Regions from separate parts of the Mus musculus genome. Here all the other regions are linked to region 3. A link is a contact called in public HiChIP or PLAC-seq and promoter capture Hi-C data. All regions are on one chromosome and are shown on one strand. The core of a region is the stretch at or near the end of the contact, and the rest is flanking DNA. Distances in the headings are between cores, read along the strand shown. Region 1 has its middle 35 kb from the start of Dnajc24. Region 2 overlaps Dcdc5 (doublecortin domain containing 5). Region 3 holds the start of Pax6 (paired box 6). Region 4 holds the start of Rcn1 (reticulocalbin 1). Region 5 overlaps Dcdc5 (doublecortin domain containing 5).

What was found. Promoter capture Hi-C pulls out the DNA fragments that hold promoters and counts their contacts. HiChIP or PLAC-seq counts read pairs in DNA pulled down with a chosen protein or histone mark.
Region 1: an H3K4me3 HiChIP or PLAC-seq map of neural tube shows a contact between it and region 3, with 4 times the contacts expected there. The contact joins the enhancer-like site here to the promoter of Pax6 in region 3. A contact is called at or near these places in 12 of 39 promoter capture datasets (the 3T3-L1 cell line, 3T3-L1-derived adipocytes, the C10 cell line and 7 more), 9 of 115 datasets of contacts at active chromatin or transcription factors (astrocytes, bone marrow-derived macrophages, embryonic basal ganglia and 5 more) and 4 of 9 other capture datasets (adipose tissue, embryonic stem cells, liver and 1 more).
Region 2: a contact with region 3 is called in an H3K4me3 HiChIP or PLAC-seq map of neural tube, with 4 times the contacts expected there. The contact joins the enhancer-like site here to the promoter of Pax6 in region 3. A contact is called at or near these places in 3 of 39 promoter capture datasets (the 3T3-L1 cell line and liver), 7 of 115 datasets of contacts at active chromatin or transcription factors (embryonic brain, embryonic forebrain, embryonic hindbrain and 3 more) and 1 of 9 other capture datasets (liver).
Region 4: a promoter capture Hi-C map of stem cell-derived epiblast-like cells shows a contact between it and region 3, with 4 times the contacts expected there. The contact joins the promoter of Rcn1 here to the promoter of Pax6 in region 3. A contact is called at or near these places in 19 of 39 promoter capture datasets (the HPC-7 cell line, cranial neural crest, embryonic stem cells and 11 more), 9 of 484 Hi-C or Micro-C datasets (the G1E-ER4 cell line, the HPC-7 cell line, LSK cells and 3 more), 6 of 115 datasets of contacts at active chromatin or transcription factors (craniofacial prominence, embryonic limb bud and embryonic stem cells) and 2 of 9 other capture datasets (adipose tissue and liver).
Region 5: an H3K4me3 HiChIP or PLAC-seq map of neural tube shows a contact between it and region 3, with 5 times the contacts expected there. The contact joins the enhancer-like site here to the promoter of Pax6 in region 3. A contact is called at or near these places in 17 of 39 promoter capture datasets (the 3T3-L1 cell line, the C10 cell line, the HPC-7 cell line and 10 more), 1 of 15 datasets of contacts at CTCF or cohesin (stem cell-derived epiblast-like cells), 24 of 484 Hi-C or Micro-C datasets (brain, cerebellar granule neurons, cerebellum and 12 more), 18 of 115 datasets of contacts at active chromatin or transcription factors (astrocytes, craniofacial prominence, differentiating embryonic stem cells and 11 more) and 4 of 9 other capture datasets (adipose tissue, embryonic stem cells, liver and 1 more).

Annotation. Positions count from the first base shown.
Region 1 is chr2:106,036,036-106,040,979 of GRCm38.p6, forward strand. It overlaps the pseudogene Gm9342. Among named protein-coding and RNA genes, the nearest start is that of Dnajc24, 35 kb to the left of the region's middle. Within about 2 kb of position 2,421, at least 14 of the 459 cell types and tissues checked have an H3K27ac peak or open chromatin away from gene starts, as enhancers often do. A contact at or near this core is called in neural tube and stem cell-derived neural progenitor cells, where this site is marked.
Region 2 is chr2:106,148,420-106,152,887 of GRCm38.p6, forward strand. All of the region lies in intron 2 of Dcdc5 (doublecortin domain containing 5), which reads left to right. Among named protein-coding and RNA genes, the nearest start is that of Dcdc5, 70 kb to the left of the region's middle. Within about 2 kb of position 1,477, at least 11 of the 459 cell types and tissues checked have an H3K27ac peak or open chromatin away from gene starts, as enhancers often do. A contact at or near this core is called in neural tube, where this site is marked.
Region 3 is chr2:105,672,227-105,677,279 of GRCm38.p6, forward strand. Pax6 (paired box 6) reads left to right here and starts at 3,518. Exons shown (of 12, transcript NM_001310144.1): 1 at 3,518-3,746. RefSeq lists an enhancer at 107-307, a promoter at 2,998-3,579 and a cis regulatory region at 2,998-3,132.
Region 4 is chr2:105,396,073-105,400,981 of GRCm38.p6, forward strand. Rcn1 (reticulocalbin 1) reads right to left here and starts at 3,247. Exons shown (of 6, transcript NM_009037.2): 1 at 2,898-3,247. The coding sequence starts at 3,133.
Region 5 is chr2:106,180,164-106,185,062 of GRCm38.p6, forward strand. The region is part of intron 3 of Dcdc5 (doublecortin domain containing 5); the gene reads left to right. Among named protein-coding and RNA genes, the nearest start is that of Dcdc5, 100 kb to the left of the region's middle. Within about 2 kb of position 2,173, at least 17 of the 459 cell types and tissues checked have an H3K27ac peak or open chromatin away from gene starts, as enhancers often do. A contact at or near this core is called in cerebellum and neural tube, where this site is marked.

The DNA of each region.
Region 1 (4,944 bases), core at 1,171-3,670, 360 kb after region 3:
GTCTGCAATTAGAAAAGTATTGGGAAGTGCTATCTGGTGGCTGGACCCATACCTACAAATGTTTAATTCTGACTCTCACCTTGCATAACTGTGTAACCGCATTTGCTACTAGCTGGGTAGTAGTCATATGCTCATGCCTACTGGACATGCCTAGCTAGACATTTATTTTTGGCTTGCCAAAATTGTGCTTTGTAGTACAAAATGAGGTTAGTGGGTGATTGTCCAAAACGGAAGGGGGCAGGAGGAAGGGAAGCTATTGAGGGTGTTTTGTGACGATGGGGCTTTTGTCATGCTGTTGTTATGCTTTCTTCTAGTAAAAGAGTGAATGTGAGATAGATTGTGATTGTATGAATAAAGATGGCTCAAGCTATTTGGGGCTACTTGCTTGAAAGTCAACAGGTGGTCAGTGTCTTCATTTTCACCGACTCCCCTTCCCCATCTCAGGACCTTAACCTTGCACCTGGAGCTGGACTATGGCAGGTTGTCAACTTGACTATATCTGGAATTAACTAAAATCCCACACCTGTGAGGGGATTTTTTTTCTTACATCATTTGAAGTGGGAAGACTCACTTCTAATCCACATCTATGAGGTAGAAAATTGTACACAATTTAATCAAGATTTTTGAGGTAGGAAGATCAACCTTTAATCTGGGTCATACCTTCTGCTGGCAACCTATATAAAGGATATAATAGAAGCAAGCATATTTTCTCTTTGCCTGCTTTCCCTCACTCTCACTAGCAAGTTCATTACTTCATTAACATTAGGACCCACTTCTTGGGAATTCTGGCATCTACTGAAGACCAACTGAGACATCTAGCCCTGTAGAGTAAACAACTGGATTCTAGTACCTTCCATTGGTAGACAGCCATTGTTACAACCAGTAAGCCTGTAAGATATTCTAATATCTATCTGTCTGTCTGTCTGTCTTTCTATCATCTCACACATGCACACACACATGAGAGAGAGGAGGGAGGGAGAGGGAGAGAGGGAGGGAGGAAGGGAGAGAGGGAGAGAGGAAGAGAGAGGGATGGAAGGAGAGAGGGAGAAGAGAGGGGGAGAGGGAGGGAGAGAGGGGGAGAGGGAGAGAGAGAGGGGGAGAGGGAGAGAGGGAGAGGAGAGAGAGAACCCTGAGTAATACAAGTGTCCTTCCAGAAGGAAGGAGAAATGAACTTGGTAAATGTAGGAATGGTTCCAATTAACAGAGTGTAAGACCATGGTATCTTCTGGGCTTCATCGTCCCACAGCTGGATGTTCTCAAGTATGCCGAAGCTTGTCCAATTTGATTAAACTGGCAAATCCTGTACCTGTCTCACCACTGTGACTACACATTCCTGTTGATCTCGATGCCACTCATTGCCCTGGAATACTGGGTCATGAGTAGACATCTTCCACTTTCTCAGAGACATGTGACTTTCAATTCCAGAACACAGGCATACTGGATAAACTAAGTCATTCCAGTACTATCTCAATCACTTTTCTTAAAAAAACAAAACAAAAACCAAAAAACAAAAAAATAACAACAACAACAACAAAACCCACACACCAAACCAAAACAACAACAACCTGTATCGTGTGTGCTTCTATGTCTGTGTACCATGCATGCGTATGCCTGGTGTATGCATGTGCGCTCCTCTTCTGGCATCTTCTGGAGCAGATGGTTGTAAGCTGCCGTGACGGTGGAGGTCCCTTAGAAGAACAGCTAGTGCTCTTGACCACTGAGCCATCTCTGCAGTGCCTATCACCTATGCTAAGCCAGTTCTTGTACTACCGAGGGATAGTTTGCAAGTTTTATCCATGTAAGGACTGCATCTCTCATATATGTATATACGTGTGTGTTTATGTGTATGTGTATGTGTGTGTGGGTGTGTGTGTGTGTGTATTTCCTGGTACTTACATTGCTCATGCTTAATAAAGTAAATCATAAAACTGCAAATTCTTAGTTTTTTAAGCTTTAGTTTAACTAAACAAAGTAATAAGGCTTAGTGGTAGGACAGGCTTGGGTCTAAACGTCTCTACTGTCTCTACTGATGGCATGTTCATTTACTTAACCTTTCTGACTTTCCACTTAAGTGTAAAGGGAAGTTTTCCTCCGGGAGCCAAGAACCCTTGTTATGGGGTAGATGTTAATAACTCATTACAATGGATCCACTGTGCTCTTCCACAGGGCGGTTCCTTTTTAGGAGTTTATGTCAAACTAGGAAACAGCCATTATTAAAGCTACTGACGGTCGGTCCGGTCGTTTGCAGCTCCAGTTTGGCCCCAACCGACTTTTGCATTCAGTGGCTGTATCAGAAGGGTCAAGCCTTCAGGATTGTTCTACACATCAAACAGATCACAGCCAGGAGGAACCATCAAATCCAGATAGCTACAAATCCAAGAGTAAAAACAATTCTTGTTTTATGTCGGCATCCAAGAGAAACAGAGCTGTCAGCGTGCCAGTGGGTCAGCTGAGGCAATCAAAGGCACTCACTGTTCTTTTTAACCAACTGTTGAAGCTCTTTTATTTGAGCAGAATTTATAGTGACTCCATTGACCATTTCAGACATTTAAACACAGCGTATCATTTGGGTTTGGGTTCTGTTTTCTATTGTTATTGGATTTTTTTACTTTGAAAACACTGGAGTCACAATGTTGCTAATTGCATTTTAGAAAACACGAGATGCCCTCCAACCTGTGTTCTCGAAACTATAAAAAGAGCACCAGTGGCAGCAACACTGCTTACAAGACATTTATTTTGAAATAGAAATCTGTGCTTTTGTTATTTAACCAATATTTTGGAACAGTATCAAACTGAAACATAGTTATGAAACCATCTGGTGCCTCCATTTTCAGATTATCATAAGCTGTTAACCCAAGAGTTAATGGGCAGAAAGGAATGCGGTGAAAAGACAGACTAAGGCGCCGGTGCGCCCATTGCTTTCAGTGTTTGGATAGACTGGTACACAGTGGTTTGAACTTGTCTTACTTCAAGCTTTTATTTTAAAATATTGACTTTGTTTTAATAGCCTTGTAAATTAATACAATTAGAGAATTTCAAATAAAATATTTTTGGCAGCTTACCATGTTCTTTTGAAAAAAAAATCAGAACTAGTTTTGATTGAAGATAAAATCTAAAATCTCAGCTCCTACTACCATCCACACAATTTGAAATTGTAAAAAATAGAGGCAATAGACTTGACTTTTGAATTAAACTTTTCATCATAATAAACCTATTTGAATTTCTCATATCCTTTAAATATTCAAGAACTTCCATAAATCTAAACACTTGTGGAGAAATCTTGGACATTTAATATCCTGTAATATGAACACCCTGCTATTGTTTTGGCTGTCAGAATGTAGCAGGAGTCTGACTGGCTCCAGTTCTTCATGTTCAGAATCAAAACAAGAAAACTCTGGGGCTTTACAGTAAAATGTCCCGAGTCATCCATTCTCAGAAAGGAAGAGTCTTGGCAAACATCTGTTGTACGCTTGGATACTTTTAAACAGTGTTGAACTCATTGTATCAAAAATTTTGTTGTAGGATCTTATCTGTAGACATAATTTTATGTGTTTACTTTGGAGAATGTATGGGCTAGCATTTTAAAACAAGTTTTAAAGAATAAATATGCACCAAGTTTTGTGTTTTCTTTCTCTCCCTCCCTCCCTCCCTCTCTCTCTCTCTCTCTCTCTCTCTCTCTTTCTTTCTTTCTTTCTCTCTCTCTTTCTCTCTTTCTCTCTTTCTTTCTCTCTTGTTTTCTGTTTAGAGTATCAAAGTCCTCTCTGAAATTTAAGCCACCCCATAATTGCCAAGAATTGTCTCAGAGATATAAACTTCAACCAGGAGTTATTAGAGTAACAGCTTACAAAACTGGATCTGAAACAGCCTTTGCCAAAATTACTGTACTAACCTTCTATCACCTTGGTAACCAATTCCCAACAATATCAATTCTTTATGTCTTATTCTCTTTAAAATACAAACAATTAAGAAAGATAATCATTGTGTGAAAATCTTCTTGTTAGAAATCCCAATCTGCTCATTGCTTATTTAGTCATAGGCATTTTGCTGCGTCTCTCTTTTTACATATATAAAGCACTTTGCTTAGTAATTAGGCAGATTAATTACATACAATGCTTATGCATTTTGGGGAGTTTTAAAACACAGAATGTTTGTAAATAATACTTGACAATAATAAGGTATTTTTATAATTTGATTTTTTGTTTTTGTTGTTGTTGTTTGTTAGCATATTTTCCACTGTTGGGAAACAGCCACAGCATTGACTGAGTTACAGAACCCGACACATGACTCAGTTGGCCTTCTATTTTTGTTTTGTGGGAATGTGCTTCTTTCTTTGTACATCGCTGCATCTTACCTGTTATTTTCTTCTAGTTGCTGGAAGAGTATACAAACAAGCTGAGTCTGAACATGGCTGCACAACTAGTCTTCTTGGCAGATGGCACGAAAGTCCTCAAACCCGAAAATATACCCCACGAAGCCAACATTTATGTTGCAACAGGACAGCCCATTTTAGATCCATTCAAAAAAAAAATTAAAGGTAAAAAAGAAAAAGAAACACCACACTCTCCCACAATAAATTGCTTAAGGGGTGCAATTAAAAAATGATTTTCTTCCTGTCTTTTTTGCATGGTTTAACAAAACTAATGTTTACGCATTTACAGCTCAGTAAGAGGATAACGTGCTTAATGAAAGAAAAATCCACTGACAGCACGTTTATTGCCCTTCATTAGCATTGGTGCTTAATTTAATATAGATCTGAATAGACATTAGGGAGCCTGCAGGAGGTTAAATGGTGAAAATATAATAAATTAAATCAGAGATTATTGAATTTACTGTTTAGTTTCTGTGACACTCAGCAGACACAATTCATTAGATGGATGCTTTCAGAAAACAGTTCAAAGTTTCCAGGATCATCTTTCCATTTATATTCTTGGTCTTTTTTTCAGA
Region 2 (4,468 bases), core at 227-2,726, 470 kb after region 3:
GGTCTGTCACATTCTGTGGCGTGCTAAAGACAGATGTTATCTGATGTGATTTTCTAAGTTATGTATGTGGATGGGACTGATGAGATGAGTTACTTTCCTGCATTCCCTCCTTGCTTATGGCTACAATTTTACCAAGTTAAAAGCAAGGAGTGAGCTGTAGATATGGCTCAGTGGGTTATGGCACTTCCTGCCAAGCCTGACAGCTCGAGTTCAATCCCCAGGACTCAAGCGGCAGAATAGGAGGAGAAGCCCTTGGTCGTGCGAAGATCATATGTCCCAGTACAGGGGAATGCCAGGGCCAGGAAGCAGGAGTGGGTGGGCTGGGGATCAGGGTGGGGGAGGGCATAGGGGACTTTCAGGATAGTATTTGAAATGTAAATGAGGAAAATATCTAATAAAAATATTCAACAAAAAAAGAGAAAAGAACCAAGTCCTGCAAATTGTCTTCTGACCTCCATGCGCAAGTCATGTTGCTCCCCCACTAACACCACACACAAAATAAATGAAGACAAATCTTTTGAAAAGAAATTTGGCCTATCAAAAGGTTTTGCCCAAAGATATCAGGCATTTATAATATAAGGGTCATTCATTAAATAGATATGGTTGTATTTGTCATTTACTCAAGTTAATTATAAACCTGGAAGCCCGTCCCTGTGTTTTCATAGTATCTTACCTGCTTTGAATACATGCTATCTATTTAGCAAACACCAAGATAAAATACATACAAGTCTAACAATATTTATATATTTTGAATTTAGTGCATTTTGAACTATAAAGGACTTTTAATCTTAAGTCACAAATCATTGGGATTTCTTTATCGCAAGTGTCAACACACTTCTTAAAGGAGTTTTATTACTCTCTCCAAAATGTGATACCTACACCTTATCTTTCACATATAGATACACACACACACACACACACACACACACACACACACACACGAGAGAGAGAGAGAGAGAGAGAGACTTTAAAAACTCTCTTTGATTGCCTCAAAAACCAACCATTCTATTTACAGCAAGAACAGATAGAATTCCTTGGACATGCTGACCTATTCATCAGTTTGATTTTGTACATTTGAACTCTTCAAGCTGTTGCCTGAATGTCATATTTGTCTCTGTTGATAAGTAGGAATTCTAAAGTATTATGCCAATCCAACTTAAGATGGATGTAGTGGATTCATTTGTATCTTATTTCTTTTGCCAAATATTTTTATGTGGCCACTCTTTATCCATCTTATTGACTATTTTCAGAAGCAAATGATTTAGGCTAACAAAACTGGGAGTTTGACTTGAACATCAAGTTAGGGAATAGTGTCTTCCCCTGCTCTTCCTGCAGCTACCTCCTGTTCCCATACATAAATGGCAGCCAGCAATGGCTAGAAACAAAGGCTCCCCCAGCCACTGAATACAGTGACATTCATTCTGGGAGAAGCAGGGCCAGCTTTTTGAAAGCTGACTTCTTCAGCTCGACAATAACACACAATGAGTTATTGACTTGTTTATATACGGAGTCTTTTCAGTAACTAACTCTGACTCCCACAGTCTGGACAAATGATTGATTTCGTGGTTAGAAAAGAAGAGGGCTCCTGTGCTAAACTCTGTAGTGCAAACCATTTCTTCCCCATTTGTTCTATAACTGAATGGGACCTTATTAAAATGCACTTTTCAAAAAAAAAATACCTGCAGCTGTCCTTTATAGCTGTGTTTTGTATATATAAATAAGTAATTTGTCCCAGTCTTTTGTATATTAGCAGACCATTTGGTAAGCGTGTCAATATATATGAAGGGTGATTATCTTATTGTTTATGCTAAACTGTATTGCCTATATTGATCCACATGTAAACTATAAATCAAATAACATAGCAGTAGATCAATATTTACTGATGAAAATCTTTGATGAATTCAGTACTCTTACAGGGGCATGCTGATTCATTAAGAATGGGCTACACAACACATATTGTATATCCCATGATTGTTCATTGGTTACTCTTGTGAAATGCAAAAACCATGTGGAAAGCCATAGCTCAGAGCCATGAGAGTTTGGTTGGACTAACAGGCTTTCCCCCTTTGGCTATAACTTATCTGAAATGTCAGCATGGATTAGGTAGACAGAACATACCAGGGTGTTCGAATTACTATGCTTTTTCTAACAATATTTATAATTTAACTCTAGAAAGACTCTCTTCTGTAAAATACATTTGTCTATCATGTTACAATTTTTACAGGAAGGATCTTCATGATTTAAAAAAAAAACATACTTCAGAATAGCTAAGAAGCATACAACAGAAAGGCAGTCAGTTATTAATGCTATGTATGAGACAAGATCACCTCTGTTGAGTCTACACTTGTCGAGGAGGTCATGAGCCTGCTTTCCATTCCAGGGTGTCCACAGGAGAGATTCATGAGCTTGCAGAAATTTTAAGCATCTCTCAAACAGTGCTTTCAATTATAGATCCCATGTTTCATATCAAATTCTGTCTCACTAAACTATAACTGTTAGGCATTTAGGGACAGAATGATAACTGAAGCCTTAGTGTTAACATTTTAAATAAAATATACCCCGAATAGCCAATGAGAGTAGCAAGCATTTTGCTGGGTTCTATAGCGCATTTCTGTGGAATGATTTTCTTCTTTTTATTCTATTCTCTTACATTGCTGGGGATTACACCAAGGGACAAATGTGAGCTAAACAAGCACTATTCTACCAAGATAAGTCCTCGCACAGAGACAGTGTCCAAATTAACAAAATCAGAAATGAAAAGGGAGATATAACAACAGAAACTGAGGAAATCCAAAAAAATCATCAAATCCTACTTCAAAAGCCTATGCTCAACAAAGCTGGAAAATCTGGATGAAATGAACAGTTTTCTAGACAGATACTAGGTAATACCATCTAAACAGTCTTACAACCCCTAAAGAAATGGATGCAGTCCTTAAAAGTCTTACAACCAAAAAAAGCTCAGGACCAGATGGTTTAGTGCAGAATTCTATCAAGCCTTCAAAGAAGACCTAATACCAATACTCTTCACACTATTCCACAAACTAGAATCAGAAGGAACACTACACAATTCTTTCTATGATGCCACAATTATGCTCATACCTAAACCACACAAAGACCCAACAAAGAAAGAGAACTTCAGACTAATTTCCTTTATGAGTATCGTTGCAAAAATACTCAATAAAATTCTTAAAAAACCGAATCCAAGAACACATCAAAACAATCGTCCATCATGATCAAGTAGGCTTCATCCCAGAGATGCAGGGATGGTTTAATACACTGAAATCCATCAAAGTAATCCACTATATAAACAAACTCAAATTAAAAAAAAAAACAAAAAAACCTCATGATCATTTCATTAGATGCTGAGAAAGCATTTGACAGAATTCAACACCTCTTCATGAAAAAAGACTTTGAATGGTCAGGAATTCAAGGCCCATACCTAAGCATAGTACAAGCAATCTACAGCAAACCAGTAGTCAATATCAAAGTAAATGGAGAGAAACCTGAAGCAATCCCACTAAAATCAGGAACTAGACAAGGCTGCCCATTTTCTCCCTACCTATTCAAGTACTTGAAGTCCTAGCCAGAGCAATTAGACAACTAAATGAGGTTAAAGGGATACAAATTGGAAAGGAAGAAGTCATTGCAAATGATATGATAATATACTTAAGTGACCTCAAAAATTCTACCAGAGAACTTATAAACCTGATAAACAACTTCAGCAAAGTGTCTGGATATAACATTAACAACAACAACAACAACAACAACAACAACAACAACAACAAACAGTAGCCTTCCTCTACTCAAAGGATAAACAGGCTGAGAAAGAAATTAGGAAAATGACACCCTTCACCATAGTCACAAATAATATAAATACCTTGGTGTGACTCTTACCAAGCAAGTTAAAGATCTGTATGACAAGAAATTCAAACCTCTGAAGAAAGACATCAAAGAACTTAGAATATGGAAAGATCTCCCATGCTCATGGATTGGCAGGATTAATATAGTAAAACTGGCCATCTTGCCAAAAGAAATCTATAGATTCAATGCAATCACCATCAAAATTACCAGGATAGTGAAAACTATTCTCAACAATAAAAGAACTTCTGGGGGAATCAGCATCCCTGACCTTAAGCTGTTCAATAGAGCAATTGTGATTAAAAAAAACTGCATGGTATTGGTACAGAGACAGGCAGGTAGATCAATGAACCAGAATTGAAGACCCAGAAATGAACCCACACACCTATGGTCATTTGATCTTTGACAAAAGAGCTAAAACCAACCAGTGGACAAAAGACAGCATGTTCAACAAATGGTGTTGGTTCAGCTGGAGGTCAGCATGTAGAAGAATGCAAATTGATTCATTTTTATCTCCTTGTACAAGGCTCAAGTCCAAGTAGATCAAGGACCTCCACATAAAACCCTATACATTGAAACTAATAGGAAAGAAAGTGAGGAAGAGCCTTAA
Region 3 (5,053 bases), core at 2,268-4,767:
CTTCCTCCTCCAAAGAAATTCATCCTTGCCCTCCTCAGTGTGTCTGCAACCGCGCCTCAGCTAGGACCAGTCAAAATGGGAGTTTGGAGGTGTGGGAACACGGAATGGAGTACTGGTTGTTCTGAGGCTGTGAGGCCAAAGCACATTTCCCCAGAGAACTGGGCACTTCTTTGCCTCGCCAGGGGCCGCTCTCGGGACAGAGACTAAATGCGGTGGGTACAGGCTACCAGGGACTGTTGGGAGTGATTCTGAAGGGGCCTCCTACTTTCGCATCCATGATGGTTAGAGAGGTTCTGAACACCGTCGGGCAAACCTCGATGCCCCCAGCGCCACTCTACACCACGAGCTTTCAGTTACCCGGCCAGAGGAAAACCCGTCCTCGCACGGGTCAGAGGGTAGAACGGAGGAAAGAGTAGCAGAGTAGTAGTGAAAGGCAGCGGGGGTCGGGGGGGGGGCGCCTAAAATGCAGCTTCGCCAGCCTTTCTATTCTAACACTAACACTGGAGGACAAGCGAAATGGGCCTCCGACGGGTTGAAAGCCTCAGTTAAAATGGCGACCCGAGCGTTGTCTCCGTTTTACTAGTGCCTTGCACCTTGGTTTTAGCCTCCCTCCTTCCAGGTCTCTTCCCGACAGCAGGTGCTTGGCAGAAAAGATGATTCACCAAGGACAGGCAGAGAGAGAGAGAGAGAGAGAGAGAGAGAGAGAGAGAGAGAGAGAGAGAGTAGGAAGGGAGGGAGGGAGAGAGAGAGAGGAGAGAGAGAGAGAGAGAGAGAGAGAGAGAGAGAGAGAGAGAGAGATCCTGGCTCTCATCCCTTTCCTTAAACTTTAGAAACTTTGCCTCTTTCTGTTCCTCAGCTCCCCTCCCCAAATATTGACACACTAGAGCAGCCAAGTCCTTTCTGTTTCTTGTTTGTGCAGTTTCCAACAGTCCCACCCGAAGCCCCCATCCCCACCCAATGACGTCAGCGGCATTCATGCCAGGCTCCTAGCTTCTTCTGATTTTTTTGTTAAAACTTTTCTCTGAGGTGAGATGGGGGTTGTGGGTGGGAGAAGGGGCTGATTGAAAGAGCCAGTGCCCTGGGGGGAAATAGCAACAAGATTATGGCTGCCTCTTTCTTAGGCAAAGCTTAAGAGGGTGCTAATCCACTGGGTTGCTAATTGAGAGGTTGTAAAAATGATATTCGCCGCCTCCAATTGGGACAGTCGCTGGGCACCCCCCCCCCTCATCTTGCTTCTTTAATGCTTGCTTGAGATGTAAAAGGGGAGAAAAGGAGAATGCTGACTTCTCTGATCTGGAACTTGGACTTCAGGCAGGACTTCCTGGGAACCTCTGAAAGTCCCGGTCCTACGAAATCTTTCACTGGAGGCCGCCAACTGCAGCAGTGGCACCACCTTCTTAGCCTCTGGCCAGTGTTTCCTTCTAGCTCCGATCCAGTGCCTTAGGTCCTCCAGAGTGAGCCCAGCTAGTCAGCCACCTTTCCCAAGCTGAGGAGATGAGCAGTTTGTGCTAACCCACCTCTGGCTCGGGTTACGGAAGGCCTCTTCTGTCCCCGGAACTCTGCTAAGGCTCCTTGGGTCCTTATTGCTGGGCCCCAGGCAAGGGCTAGACTAGGATGTCCAAATCAGGCTCAGAGGCAGCCTGCAGCGTCCATCTGGCTCCAACTCCCATGGGGATTCATCAGCGCAGCCTGCCAGAGATCAACTGAGTGAGCAGACTACTGCTGGACGCTGACTTTCGGTTCTTTCCCTAAGTCAAAAAAAAAAAAAAAAAAAATCAAAGGCTTCGATGGTGGCTTTCGGCCTCCTTGCCTGATCTTTGCCAACCCCACTTCCCTTTGCTGGGTTCTGAGTGTGTTCCGGATCTCAGGCCTTCTACTTCTCGGCTCCAAGGCCCGCAGGCTGCGAGATAGCTCCGGACAGCTCAGGACAAGGCGGCTGCCTGCTCCCCTGTCACCTAAACTGCAGACTCCAAGGGACGTCTTTGGAGTGTACTGAGGTGTATCCTAATGTCCGGCATTCAACAAATGGACTTCTGGTGTGTGGTCAGGAGGGAAAAGCCATTTACTTACTGTCCTCGCCGTTTTTCTGGCAACAGTTGAAGGGGAATTGCCTCCGTGGACTGAGCTGACCCAAGAGAAGGGAGTCTTGGCGGGGATACATAAGCACCACACACAGATAACCGGTTCCTCACAACGACACACGTTGACACACCAAGAAAGCCGGCGAGGACACACACTTGCAGAATCTCTCCCAGCATTGGTCAAACCCCACCCCCACCCTCAGGCTTCCACTACTTCCCCTCCCCTCTTGTCTTCCCCTCCTTTCGATGGCTTGGAAAAGCAGCCGCACTTAGTCAACAAATGGCACGTGGGAGAAGTTGGAGAGTGTTTGGTGAGGACTCTTCAGAGCTTTTCACAAGAATCCTCTGTACACAAAGTAAGTGGCGTGTTTACTCGAGCCTCTCCAGGCTGGGGCAGTGCGTCCGCTCCGCTGAGCACGGCGGCTTCGGAAAGCAGAAAGAGAAGAAAATGCCAGCGGTGCGGGAGTGGGGTGGGGGGAAAATGGGCAGGCTCGGGAGGCCTGAGCTGGGGTGACCGCCGGGCCTCGCTGAGTTCTCGGCCTGGAGGCCCTCTTCGGGCCTAGGCATAGTTGTGCCACCATCGCCGGAGTGGGGGCTGCTGGGATCCAGGGACACTCCCGCCTCTTTTCTCTTGTTCCTAAAAGTCAGGTGGGCTAGAGAGCCGCCACCGCTGTACTTTGTGTCCTGGGGCCAAGGCCGAGGTGGACAAGGGGTGGGAAGTTAGGGTGAAATGGGGCGGAGCGGCAGGCCACTGTACAAGAAAGGACCTCGTAGAGATGGTGAAACTTGCTACCTCCACGGACTGAGAACCCCTGGCCCAGCTTGGGGTTACGGGGGCAGCATGCTTCCAGCTCAGAGGCCTCCATTAGACTGATCAAGTTCGCGGCCGCAGCGCTGGCCGCCGAAGCGCATGGAGCGGGAGACCTCGGCGAGCGCCAGAGCCTAGGAGCGGGGGGCCCAGCGCCGGAGAGAGAAGCCGGGACCCACCGGCAGAGCCGAAAACAAGTGTATTCATATTCAAACAAACCGACCAATTGCACCAGGCAGGGAGAGGGAGCATCCAATCGGCTGGCGCGAGGCCCCGGCGCTGCTTTGCATAAAGCAATATTTTGTGTGGGAGCGAGCGGTGCATTTGCATGTTGCGGAGTGATTAGTGGGTTTGAAAAGCGAACCGTGGCTCGGCCTCATTTCCCGCTCTGGTTCAGGCGCAGGAGGAAGTGTTTTGCTGGAGGATGATGACAGAGGTCAGGCTTCGCTAATGGGCCAGTGAGGAGCGGTGGAGGCGAGGCCGGGCGCCGGCACACACACATTAACACACTTGAGCCATCACCAATCAGCATAGGTGTGCTGGCTGCAGCCACTTCCCCACACTCTTTATCTCTCACTCTCCAGCCGCTGACAGCCCATTTTATTGTCAATCTCTGTCTTCTTCCCAGGGATCTGAGAATTGCTCTCACACACCAACCCAGCAGCGTCCGTGGAGAAAACTCTCACGAGCAACTCCTTTAAAATACCGTCATTTCAAACCGTTGTGGTCTTTAAGCAACAACAGGGGGGGGGGACCCAAACAACAAAAACCAAAAAAAAAAAAAAAAAAAAAAAAAAAGCCCTCAAAACTCTTGACAGGAGCCTTGACAACGACGAAAGAGAGGATGCCTCTTAAAGGTGAGTCCCGCTTCTTTCTTCTCAATTTCTTTATATTTCAATATCCTGGCAGGTCTCTCCCTCTCTTCTTTCCTCCCCTCTCGCCGGTCCCCTCCCCCACTGCTACGCCGGGAGAGTTGGGCCTGAGAAGTTTCCACGCAGGAGCCCAAACTTTCTACTTCCAGCGAAAGCCCGCGTCGGAGGGCGACGGTCCGCGCGAGCCACAACAGCGCGGATCTTCAGGCAGGCGGCTGGCTCTGCACCAGCGCAAGTGCGGCTGGAGCTCTCGGAGAGCAGCTAGGCTGCAGGGCGCCCCCGCAAACCGCAGCTCTCAGCTTCAGCGCCTCCAAAAGCTCGCGGTCAGCGCAAAGGGACGTAGAGGCTCCTCCGTGCCCCAGGCCGCGGAGAGCAGCCGCCGGCGATGCTTTTGTCCAGCCCGGGCCGAGCCAGCGCGCAAAGAGCGCCCAACCAGCCGACTCTCCGCGCCGCCTCCCGCCAGCCCGCGCTCCGGCTTTGTGCAAGATTCTCCCGGCACAGAACTGCCCGCAGCACTCGAGCACCAAAGGGTCATCGCGCCCTCCGCCAGCCGGAGCCGTCTGGATGGGCACCACGGCCGTGCGCCGGAGGCCACGAGGGACCCAGAGCGAGAGCGGGCGGTGAAAGAAGCCACTAGGCCGAGGCGGTCGGATGCGCTCTGCGAGGGAGCTCCGAGCCGATCGCAAGGACTGCCAGCTTCCATCCACCCCCCAGGGCCCTCGCCTCCAGCCTCAGCCGAGCGCTGAGCTCAGATTTGGAAACAAACGCCCTAGCTCTCCCGGCTTCCCACAACTCTATCTTGCGAAAGTTGGTGTGTTCCCTGTCCTGTGGACTCCCACCTCCAGCTCTTGGTGGGTATTTTCCCGTGTCTCCATTGACCAAGCTGTACCCCGTGTTGCCATTTCAACAAGTTTCGAGCTGGAAAGGCGGTTTGCTCCCCCTTTTCGAGTGTACTGATATTTTTCTTTGTGTGGCCTAAAGGGGGAAAAAAAAAACTACAAGAAAGCACTGGCTTTCCCTCTCCTCGGATCGCGTCCTCTCCCTGCTAATTAGTCTGAGTAATTCGAGAGCTTTTGGATTCTAAGACCCCAGGAGGAAAAGTGGCTTTTCAAAGTTCAGAAAGTTGTTGCCTCTTTCCCGGGGCAGATCTCCTCAGTCTCCCTGAGCCATAATAGCCTCGAATTTTAGCAAGTGTAATTGAGGGAAATGGAGTTGAATTTCAAGTGGAAATGCTTTCTTTTTCGAGTGCTAAAAAACCTGGCCTTTCATTAATGAGCTTTCTGAAAAGTTTA
Region 4 (4,909 bases), core at 1,997-4,496, 280 kb before region 3:
GCTCCAATCCGGAGGACATACCGCCAACGCTGCCCATTGGCTACCCAACACCACTGAGAAACAGATACTCAGGCCAAGGAAGGCTCAATGGCTGGAAATCACTGGAACCCTCTTCTGTAAAAAGAGCAGCATTTAATCTACACCTATCAACATCCAGGGCCTAGCTCCGCCCAACACAAAGCAAGAGCATTAGAACTGTTTACTGGAATTACAGGAGTGGTCTTGACCTCTCTTGCAAAGTCACAAGAGTAAAATCTGGAGAAAGGAAATGGAATTTAGATAGACTCTGAACGCATGAGTCAGGACACCGAGATCTTCCGGTGGCTCCCATTATCTGTGTGACCTCGTGCAATTGAGTCTCTGAGCCCAAGTTCCCCCACTATGGGCAGAACCGCCCAAGTGACAAGACCTGTGATAACTGAAGAGGAGGAAGGTAAGGTGCCTTTCCTCTCTCGGGACAACTATGTAGGTGAAGGGTGCAAGTAAAATTCCAACTCTCAGCAAGTAAAAGAAAAGAGTAAGGTCTCCAGGAGGGGCGAAGGGCAAATGGGGTTCCCCTGCCTGCCAGCTGCTATCAAGGAAACAAGAAAAACCAGATACTCGGTGGACAGGTGAACCACTCCCAACTTTAGACATTGGAAAGTAATTTAAGTTTTTCTAAGATTATATGAGGCCACTGAGACTGTAACCCTTCAGTGTTTCCAGAAATCTGAAGGAGGACATGTGTTTTCAATAGATGGTCAAATGATAAGACACGGACCTAGCCATGTTAATCCCTCAGCAGCCCAGACTTGAAGGGGGGCTGTTGAGAAAGAAGACTTGGAGAGGCAACTTCGCCCTTAGCTCCAGGCTCGATCAGTCATTTCCAAAAGTGTCAGTCCAATTCTGACCCAGGTGACCTTAGTCAGGAAGGGGCTCAGGCCAGGGACCTAGATGTTATCTTTGGTTCCTTCCTCAACAATGGGTCAAGGTCAAGTAAGGGCTACCATAGTCTGCATCTTTCTTGTCCTAATACCCAGATGCATCAACCCCCACCGTCCCACTGCCCAGGACTCTGTATCTGCCACGGTTACACTCTGGCTCCACTGCCAGGCTGGTGTTTCCAACAAGATTTGGGATCAGGACGTCCTGTCCACCACAAGCAAACACTGATAACATCTCTACCTCCTTGAGGAGGCCGTCCCTCTGATCTTTACTTTCCCTCCTCTTCTACCTCCCATTTCCTCTTCTCTGCCTCTGGAGGAGACCAGCACCCCTCCCGCCCCACCAAAGGGTTAAAACCATGATAAGCAAGCAGGCCCCTCACTTCAGGACCACCTTTCTATTACCATATACCCAGCAGCCTTTGAACCATCTCATAAGCTCTGATGAAGGACCATCTACAAAACCGGGCCCCTCTCTCCAACCTGAAGCCCCAGGGGCTCCTGCTAAACCCGTGGATGATGTCACCATCCTAGCAACCCTGAAAGTGTTTGCCTGCCCTCCTCCACATTGGATGGCCAGCACCTTGTACCTGCCAGATGTCACACAGGATAGCCACTGCAATGCTTGCTACATGAATAAATGAACAAAGCCAAGGTCTTCATACAAGGATTAGACACAGAGAACTCCACTCCCCCTTCTCTTGGGCACTTCGGCTAATTACCCTGAGGTAGGGATTAAATGAAGCCAGAGGCCCTAAGCCTAAGTGTTTCCAGTTCATAACTCCCTTCTCCTCCTCTTTTCTAAGATAATGCAGAATGGCTGCAACCAGGGACCCCAGAATAAATCAGTCTCCAGGCCTCAGAGCAGTACAATGGTGTGAATTTATCAATGGTCCCTATTGTTAAAAGTCCCAAAAAAGAAGAGAAAGTGCTTCCCTACCAAATAAAGGACACTGTTTGGAGGTGACTTTGAAGTCCAAAGGTCTTTTTTATCACAACAGGCAGGTATTCACCTACACAATGGGTATCATTAATCCTGTCCTGCTGAATGCCCTGGCCCCTTTGTCGAACAGAGATGGCTGTGTTCTTTTCAACTGTAGCAGAACTCGAAGATCCTCCTCCCCCAGGAGCAGGTTCTGGAAGCTCTGGTGGCCCACAGGGAGGATGGCTGTGTTCCTCCACAGCCCTGCCTTCACCTGGTCCTCACTAGCTCCTAGTCCCTCTGCACAACGGTCAAGTGTCTCCTGGGCACCAGGGTAGGGGTACTGAGATGATGCCCGGGTTTGTTTCCTGATTCCAGGCTAAACTCACAAAGCCCCACCATAGCCATTTTGCAGGTTTTCTTTTTTTCTCGCCCCCTCCGCCCCCAATCAGTTGCCAAAAAGCTGAGTGCTTCTTCACCCATAATGCTGGGAGCAGAGGCCAAAGAATCCGTTTCCAGCTCTGTACCTCTTGCTCCAATGAGCCCCTTTAAAAACCTGATTTCTGGGATGACTGGTCAGAGGACAAGAACATCCAGCCTGATTTAGAGACAGGCCAAGAACAAGCCTCTCCATCTCTTACACATTTGTTTGATCTTGAGATGTTTTTAAGCAAGTCTCAAGTGCCTCTCTCTGGACTATGGGAAAGAACCAGGTACTAAAAGGCCACAGCCAACAAACTCTGGCTCACTCCAGTCACTTCTGCTGAAACCTAGATGAGGGGGCGGGCCCTCTCGCTCCCTGCTCCGGAGGCCTCTGCCACGTTCTCGCCTCCCTGTGGGAAGCTATCCCGGCCGGGTGTGGTGGCGACCTCCACACGGGGGTCTGAGCGCCCGCTGGCAACTTTGTGCCTCTGAGCCTCAGCTCTGGCCTCGCCCCTGAGACCAACTGGCGCGATTTCGCTTTCGCTTTGCGCTTGTGGTCCCGCGTGGCTCCCTCTGAGGTGGCCATGGGCCCCTGCGTGGTCCCCGGGCGGCCCGGGCCGCAGCCTCACCCCAGCCTCTCCTTGCTCTCGTCCGGGCTTAGCTGATCGAAGGTCTTGGAGTCCTCCTTGCCCAGGAAGGCCTCATGATCGTACTGGAAGCTCTGGTTGTCCTCGGGCGGCCGCTCGCCCAGCTCTGAGTCCGGCCGAACCACGCGCTCCTTGCGCACCGTGGGCTTGGCCCGCAGCGCCAGCACCAGCGCCAGCAGCAGCCCCAGGGCGAGTCCCAAGCGGCCACCGCGCGCCATGGTCGCGAGCAAAGGGAGGCTGCGGGGCAGTGGGGGCTCACAGCGCCGCTGCCGCTGTCCCCTCCCCAGCGAGGGGCGCGCCCGGCTGGCTCGAGGAGGCTCGGGCCGCCCCACTCACGCGCCCATTGGCCACGGCGCCGCCGGGGGAGGCTGGGGCCGCGGAGCCACGTCGCCAGCCAGGGTGGTGGGCGCCGGGCTCCGGTTTCGCTTCGGCCCCTCCCCGCTATCTCGTTGCGAGGGGCGGGTCCAGATGATGGGGGTTGCGGACTGGAGGGTTCTCTGCAAGACCGGAAAGAAGTACTTTGAGAAAATGCAACAGATGTTTTGGGGTGATAGCTCGTCTTCGCTTTTAGAAAAGCAGCGCTTCCACTCAGCTTCCAGCTGACAGCCCGAACTTCAGCCCAAGGCTGGCCCAGAGATGAACATTTAAGTCCGGTTAACAATTTGCATTGTGGTTAGGAGAGCACTTGAGTCTGGAAGGAGGCCAGGATGGGCGTGGTCCCCTAGGTTAGGGAGAAGGCAATCTTAACATCCATGGGATAACACCAGAGGACTGTGGGAGGAGACGGGGTGAATAAGGAGAAGTTCTTTCAAGCTCCTATGGGAGAGAGGCAGAAAGGCTTCCTAAAAGAAGCAGAGATATCATATAAAGCTTTCGTTTCTGAATGTTGGCAAGCCATTTTTACAAACCTACTATCTGTCTCAAATCCTATCAGCGTATTAAATCCGAAATAATGATACCAGTTAGTGATGGTCTGTATTATATAACTTTCTACAGCGAAGGAAATGTTCTCTATATGGCCACTGAATACTTGACATGGAGCCGGTCCAAAGCCAATAGTTGAGCTTAAATGTAAATAGCCACGCGTGGCTAGTGTCTAACAAACTGAGAATGCCCGTCTGAACCTTTTACTCTTCACAAAAATGCATGTAAATGTCAGAGGGTCGACGAATCTTTTAAAGAGTCCCAGGAAACTGTGGTTGAAGAGAGAAGCCTCCTCCTAACCCCAGCCCTAAAAGCTGCAAAACCACCTGTTCACCCCCACCTTTCTAACATTCTGAAGAAAAGGTCAGCTTCTCGCCCTTACAGTAAGGAAACCAAGACATTATAGCACAGAAGCAAGAATCTTTCTATTAAGATCATTTTCGGTCAACCAAATAAGATGATGAGCCTGATACACATAAGCATTTATGGCTGCCTTAGGATTTTACTGCTGTGAACAGACTCCATGACCAAGGCAGCTTGTATAAGGACAACATTTCATTGGGGCTGACTTATAGGTTCAGAGGTTGAGTCCATTATCATTAAGGTTGGGAGCATGGTAGCATCCAGGCAGACATGGTGCAGGAGGAGCTGAGAGTTCTACGACTTCATCTGAAGGCTGTTAGGAGAAAACTCTCTTCTAGGCAGCTAGGATGATGGTTTTAAAGCCCACACCCACAGTGACACACCTACTCCAACAAGACCACACCTACTCCAACAGGACCAAATTTTCTAATAGTGCCACTCCCTGGGCCAAGCATATGCAAACCAGGGCATAATGAAAACGAGCCAGCCAGGGTTCTACAGAGTATACATAACATAGTAGGCCAATCAAGGAGGGTTTCCTGGACTGATAGAAACTGAGGTAAAGGTAAAGGGTAAGCCAAGCAGAGCGATGGGCCTATTCGAGAGGTCCTGTGTTAGCTGGCAGAGGACAGTGCAGCTGGGAGTGATGCTCTGTGACCTTGGACAACCTCTTCTAGATGTCAGGGAGATGGGGGCCGGGGAAGAGG
Region 5 (4,899 bases), core at 923-3,422, 510 kb after region 3:
CACAACTAACCTAGTAAGTGGGTAAAATTTGAAAATACCTATTCTAAGATCTGATGACAGGAAAGGGATACGACTCTCTTACTATGTCTATTCAATACTGCTCTAGAAATACTAATCAGAACAACTAGATCAAATAAGGAGATAAATTACAACTAAACTGGAAAGGAAAAAGTAGAATTAACTCAATTTAGTGTTGATGTAGTCATAAAGGTAGAAAATCCTAAAGATACCAGCAAAAATCTGTTGGAACTAACCAAGGAATTCAGTAAGCCTTCATGATACAAAAATACGGTTGTTTCTCTATACTAATAATGAACTAGCCAATGAGGAAAATAAAAAGACAATTTTTTTTTGAAATGGCATCATAAAAAGCAAAGTGCTTAGAAAACTTAACCAAAGAGGTGAAATAACTATATACACTGAAAATGACGAAATAACTGATGTGGAGATTAAAGATGGCAATATGAACGGGGAGGGGGGAAATCTATTGGTTGATTAGAAGACTTAATCTCTTTAAAATGTCTACACTACTTCCAAATCACCCACAGATTCAATGTAATTGCTATCAAAATTCCAAAGACATTCTCTGAAGCAACAAGAAGGCAACCATGTGAGTCACGATTCCACAAGACTAGGGATACACAAAGCAATTTTATGAAGAAAAAATCCATAGGCATCCAACTTCCTAATACATTGCAAACAACAAAATCTTTGCTAAGTGTACATCCACCAGAGGATCAGTGTGTAGAATATATAAACCACTTAAAATACCTAATCATTAAAAAAGAAACCACATAAACAACCCAGTCAGTGAACTAATTAAATGATCAGGACTTTCTCAAAAAAATGAAGCCAAAAGACATGAAGAAAAATCACATCACTAGCCGTCAGAAGAATACATATCATAACCCCTGAAGATTCCATCTTAATCCTGGTATATGAGTCCTTGGTCTACACCCCAAAGACTCTACATCAGGGTGTCCCACTCAGGTTGACTGCAGCACTATTTGTAACAGGTAAATTAAGGAAGCAATTGAGGTGTCCATCAACAGAGAAACAATAATGGGAATTTGTTTTATGAATACAGAGGGGTTGTTCATAAAGAAAAGTCTGTCATTTGCAGGAAAACGGATGCTACTCCAGGTTAATCTGAGAAGTCAGGCTCAGAAAAACAAATATTATATATTTTCTCTTTTTTGCAGTTCCTAGATCTCATATAGTCATATACAGGCATGCATGTGTATATACAGTGAAAATGGAAGCGAGAGAGTTAAGACACAAAGTGACTAAATGAGAGGGGGCTGAACAAAGAGAAGGGTGTGGGCAGTAAGTACCGGAAATATATTCAATATGTAACATATATATACCTGAACAAACACTTAAAATAAAATTAAAGTTAAACAACTGAATAAGCAATAATAATCACGGTGTGACTCTAGAATACTGTCCTCCCCAGGGACGGGATCCAGGGTGTTCTGATCTGAGGCAGTTTTCACACTGTGAATGATGCTTTCCCATCTCCACCTCATCTCATCCTTTACTGATGCTTTAAAAATGTTTTCTAGGTTAGTCTTAACAGTCGAACCCCTTTAAAAGACGTAATATTTCCATGTTTCATGTCTCATTTTCTCAATTACATGGTATAACATAATGGCATGTTTTAAAAGACAACAATTTTGAGGAATCTCTGCATAAAAGTCCTATAGGCTATAACCCGACTAGCTCTCTACAGCTATTCACGTCTTATGTCGCTGCGTCCCCTGTGTGTTTTCTGTGTGTTTTCTGTGTTGTTTGTAGCACTCTGGTACATTTCCTGGCTGCTGCAACTTAAAATCTTTTCATGCGGAGGATTCCCAATGCCTTCACCTTCAGTGATTGAACTCTCCAAGTAGTGCAGCGCGTCACCGCTCCCCAGGCAACAGGTGTGCCTCGTCCTTTCCTCTCTTCCGGTTCCTAGCCCCTCTAACTCCAGCCCCTCCCCCCCCGCCTCTGCCAACCCCTCTAGCCACTATGAGAGCATCTGCTGTTGCCATGGCTCACTGACTTCTGCCTTCCTGGTCCTGTGCTTCGCTTGCAACTCCTCCTCCTTTTCACCCCCACAGAGATGCTGTCAGCAGTGTTAGCCTGGGAAAGCAGGATGGAAAGGATTGATGGGAAAGGGTATTAGCAAATCAGTAGGGGATGGTGGGAGGGAGAGTGAGCAAGTAGTAAGGTGGGTGATTGTGTCAGAGGATTGATGAGCAAGAGCAAGTGATGTGTGAGTGGGTGGGACGGGCGTGAGGGACGTGGAAGGTAGATGTCTTTTTCACTGGAATTAGTGCTTTCACACACAATTGGTTACTGATGCTCTATGGGTTGCCTTCCACTTATTGCCAGTGGAGGCAGATCTAGTTTCTGTGGAATCTAAAGGTTGTAAAATTTGGGGATGGTAGTAAGCCAGGCAATGGGGAGCTCCTTATAGAATCAGGCCTGGGAGTGGGTTTTTATTTACAATTATAAAAGCACAAGAATTTGGTAGTGACTGGTAGACAGAAGGTCTTGGGTTTTTACCTCCTGGGCCCAATGCTGTTATTATTTTTATATGAGTAGAATGACTGGACACTCTTAAGGCAAAGCTAATGTGTCAGTCTATGTAGCTTTAGATCAAATTCCCATCTTTGTATCTTATAGCTTATTTATGATTTTTTAAAATGGGATAATTTGGTTAATGGAAGAAAGAATGCTGACTTTCATTTACAGCATCCCTGGCCTTTCCTGTGCCCTGGATACTCAGATGAGCTATGTAAATACCACAGGAGCACCTAAAAACTGTTTCAGATCTGCATCCTTTCTCTGTGGTCACTTAGGCAAGTTTAAAGCTCTCTGAGCATTTCTTTGCTTATTTATTATGTACTTAAATCTCTGTGTATCAATTTAATGCCTAGAAGGAGATCAGGTATAGATAGAACCATTGAGGGTTTCTTTAAAAAGCTTTTTTTTAGTGGCATCTTGTCATTTATTTTTTTATTCATATATATTATGTCCTTCTTTTCCACTGTGAAATCCTTGATTTCTTTTTCCTATTTGACCATTTTCCCCCAAATACGTGTTTATAGCCCATGAGAATCTCTATTTCATCTGTTATTTGAATAAACAATGGGGAAGAACTACGATTTTACTTAAATATTTGGAATATTAAATTAATAAATATTAAAATGTTTAATATTAAATCTCAGTAACAGAATTTTTGTCATTATGGTTTTGAAGACTGTCTTTAAAAGTTGGCCAAAATATGATAGAGACAATCAATCCTCTTGTGTAAACTACCCATTTTACAGGTAGGGAAACTGAGACAATGTGAGACTCAGGAATCAATGATGTGTGCTTCCCATCCCCTTGACTGGACAGCACCTAGAGGTGGACACTGAGTTGCCCCTCTCACATCCCAGACGCTCATCTTCTCAGGGCTGCTTTTGCCGACAGGCATCTGCAGCCAGATGTAAATCTTTGCGCTCTGAAAGATCCAATCTTGTCTATTTCCACGTGCTGAACTGAAAAACAGCTTTGGTAGCGAACTCCCGGGAAAGCAATCGGTGCCGGCATTAGCTCCCATGCCGCGCGGGTAGTAATGAGACAGGCTTTGCCTGTGCAGCGCTGACATCCTGGAAGGTGCCCAGAGAATTGCCAGGTGGGCAGTCAGCAGGGAAAGTCCACGGGCCAGAGCTGTATTATGGTCCCAGCAGTGACTCCTACTAAATGAACCACTGAACCTTCCTGCTGCTGGCGCTCGCTCGCTCGCTCAGGGAGATTGTCCTTCTCCGTAGCAGTTAATTTGTTTTTACCTCTCAATTAGCTTTTTCACAGAGTGTTTGATATGCTCAAGTTGCTAAGATTCCCTGCCCACATATGTTCCCCTCCCTGGCATTACCCACTGACACCTATGCTAATCTGACTCATCACGAACACTCCCAAGCAGAATTCTTTATCTGAATAACCCATAATGCAGATTGTCCAGTATCTGCAAAGGAAGTGATACACTCAAACATGCTTAGGATTCTACTCACAGTAGATAAAAATGTTTTCCTAGAAACAGTGCTTGAATAAGTTTTGGTGAATTGAAGTAGCTATCACAATAGGGTAAAGTTATTGTTACAGGCATGGTTCATTAAAACAATTGAATAGCATTAAACACCTTTAACCCTATCCCCAATGGAAAATATTATGTCAGGACTGAGACTGTGGGAAAATTAGTTCTGATTTAGTCCATATTAAATCCTGCAATCTTCATTAGTCTCAGTGAAGTAGAATTTGGGATGTGTGACTAAGCTTCGTTCATTAAGGTTCCCTAACATTCTTTCCAAAGGATAATATGAAGCCTTTTATTTACCAAACATGTGTGTATAACATGTTGTGTTACATGGAATCCATATACACGATGCTCTAATGAGAGTTAAATATAATTTCAAGCGCCCAGTTAATCAGAGCGAAAATCCTGTTCCCCTTTACCTCAAGAAAGTCTCGTCAGAGGGGCTCATTAAATTCCCTGGCTAAGGACACGGTAGCCCAGCAAATCGTCTAACTGTTGATTTAGAGTAGTCATCGAGTGAATTTGGTGAGAATTGTACTTGGAGAAAGCATTTTTATCAAACTATTCCCCATATTTTGTCCATAGCTAAATACAGAATTGGAGTAAAAGAAGATGCTCCAGTGAAATGTAACTAGACACTCGAGGGAAGCCTTTCTAGGGTGACTGGAGCAGATGAAAGCCACCTTGAAGATTCCACCATGGTCTTAAGGCTTTATTGCTGCGAAGAGACACCATGACCATGCCAACTCTTATAAATAAAACATTTCATTCAAGCTGGCTTACAGTGCAGTCCGTTATTGTCATGGTGAGAAGCATGACAACGTCCAGGCAGT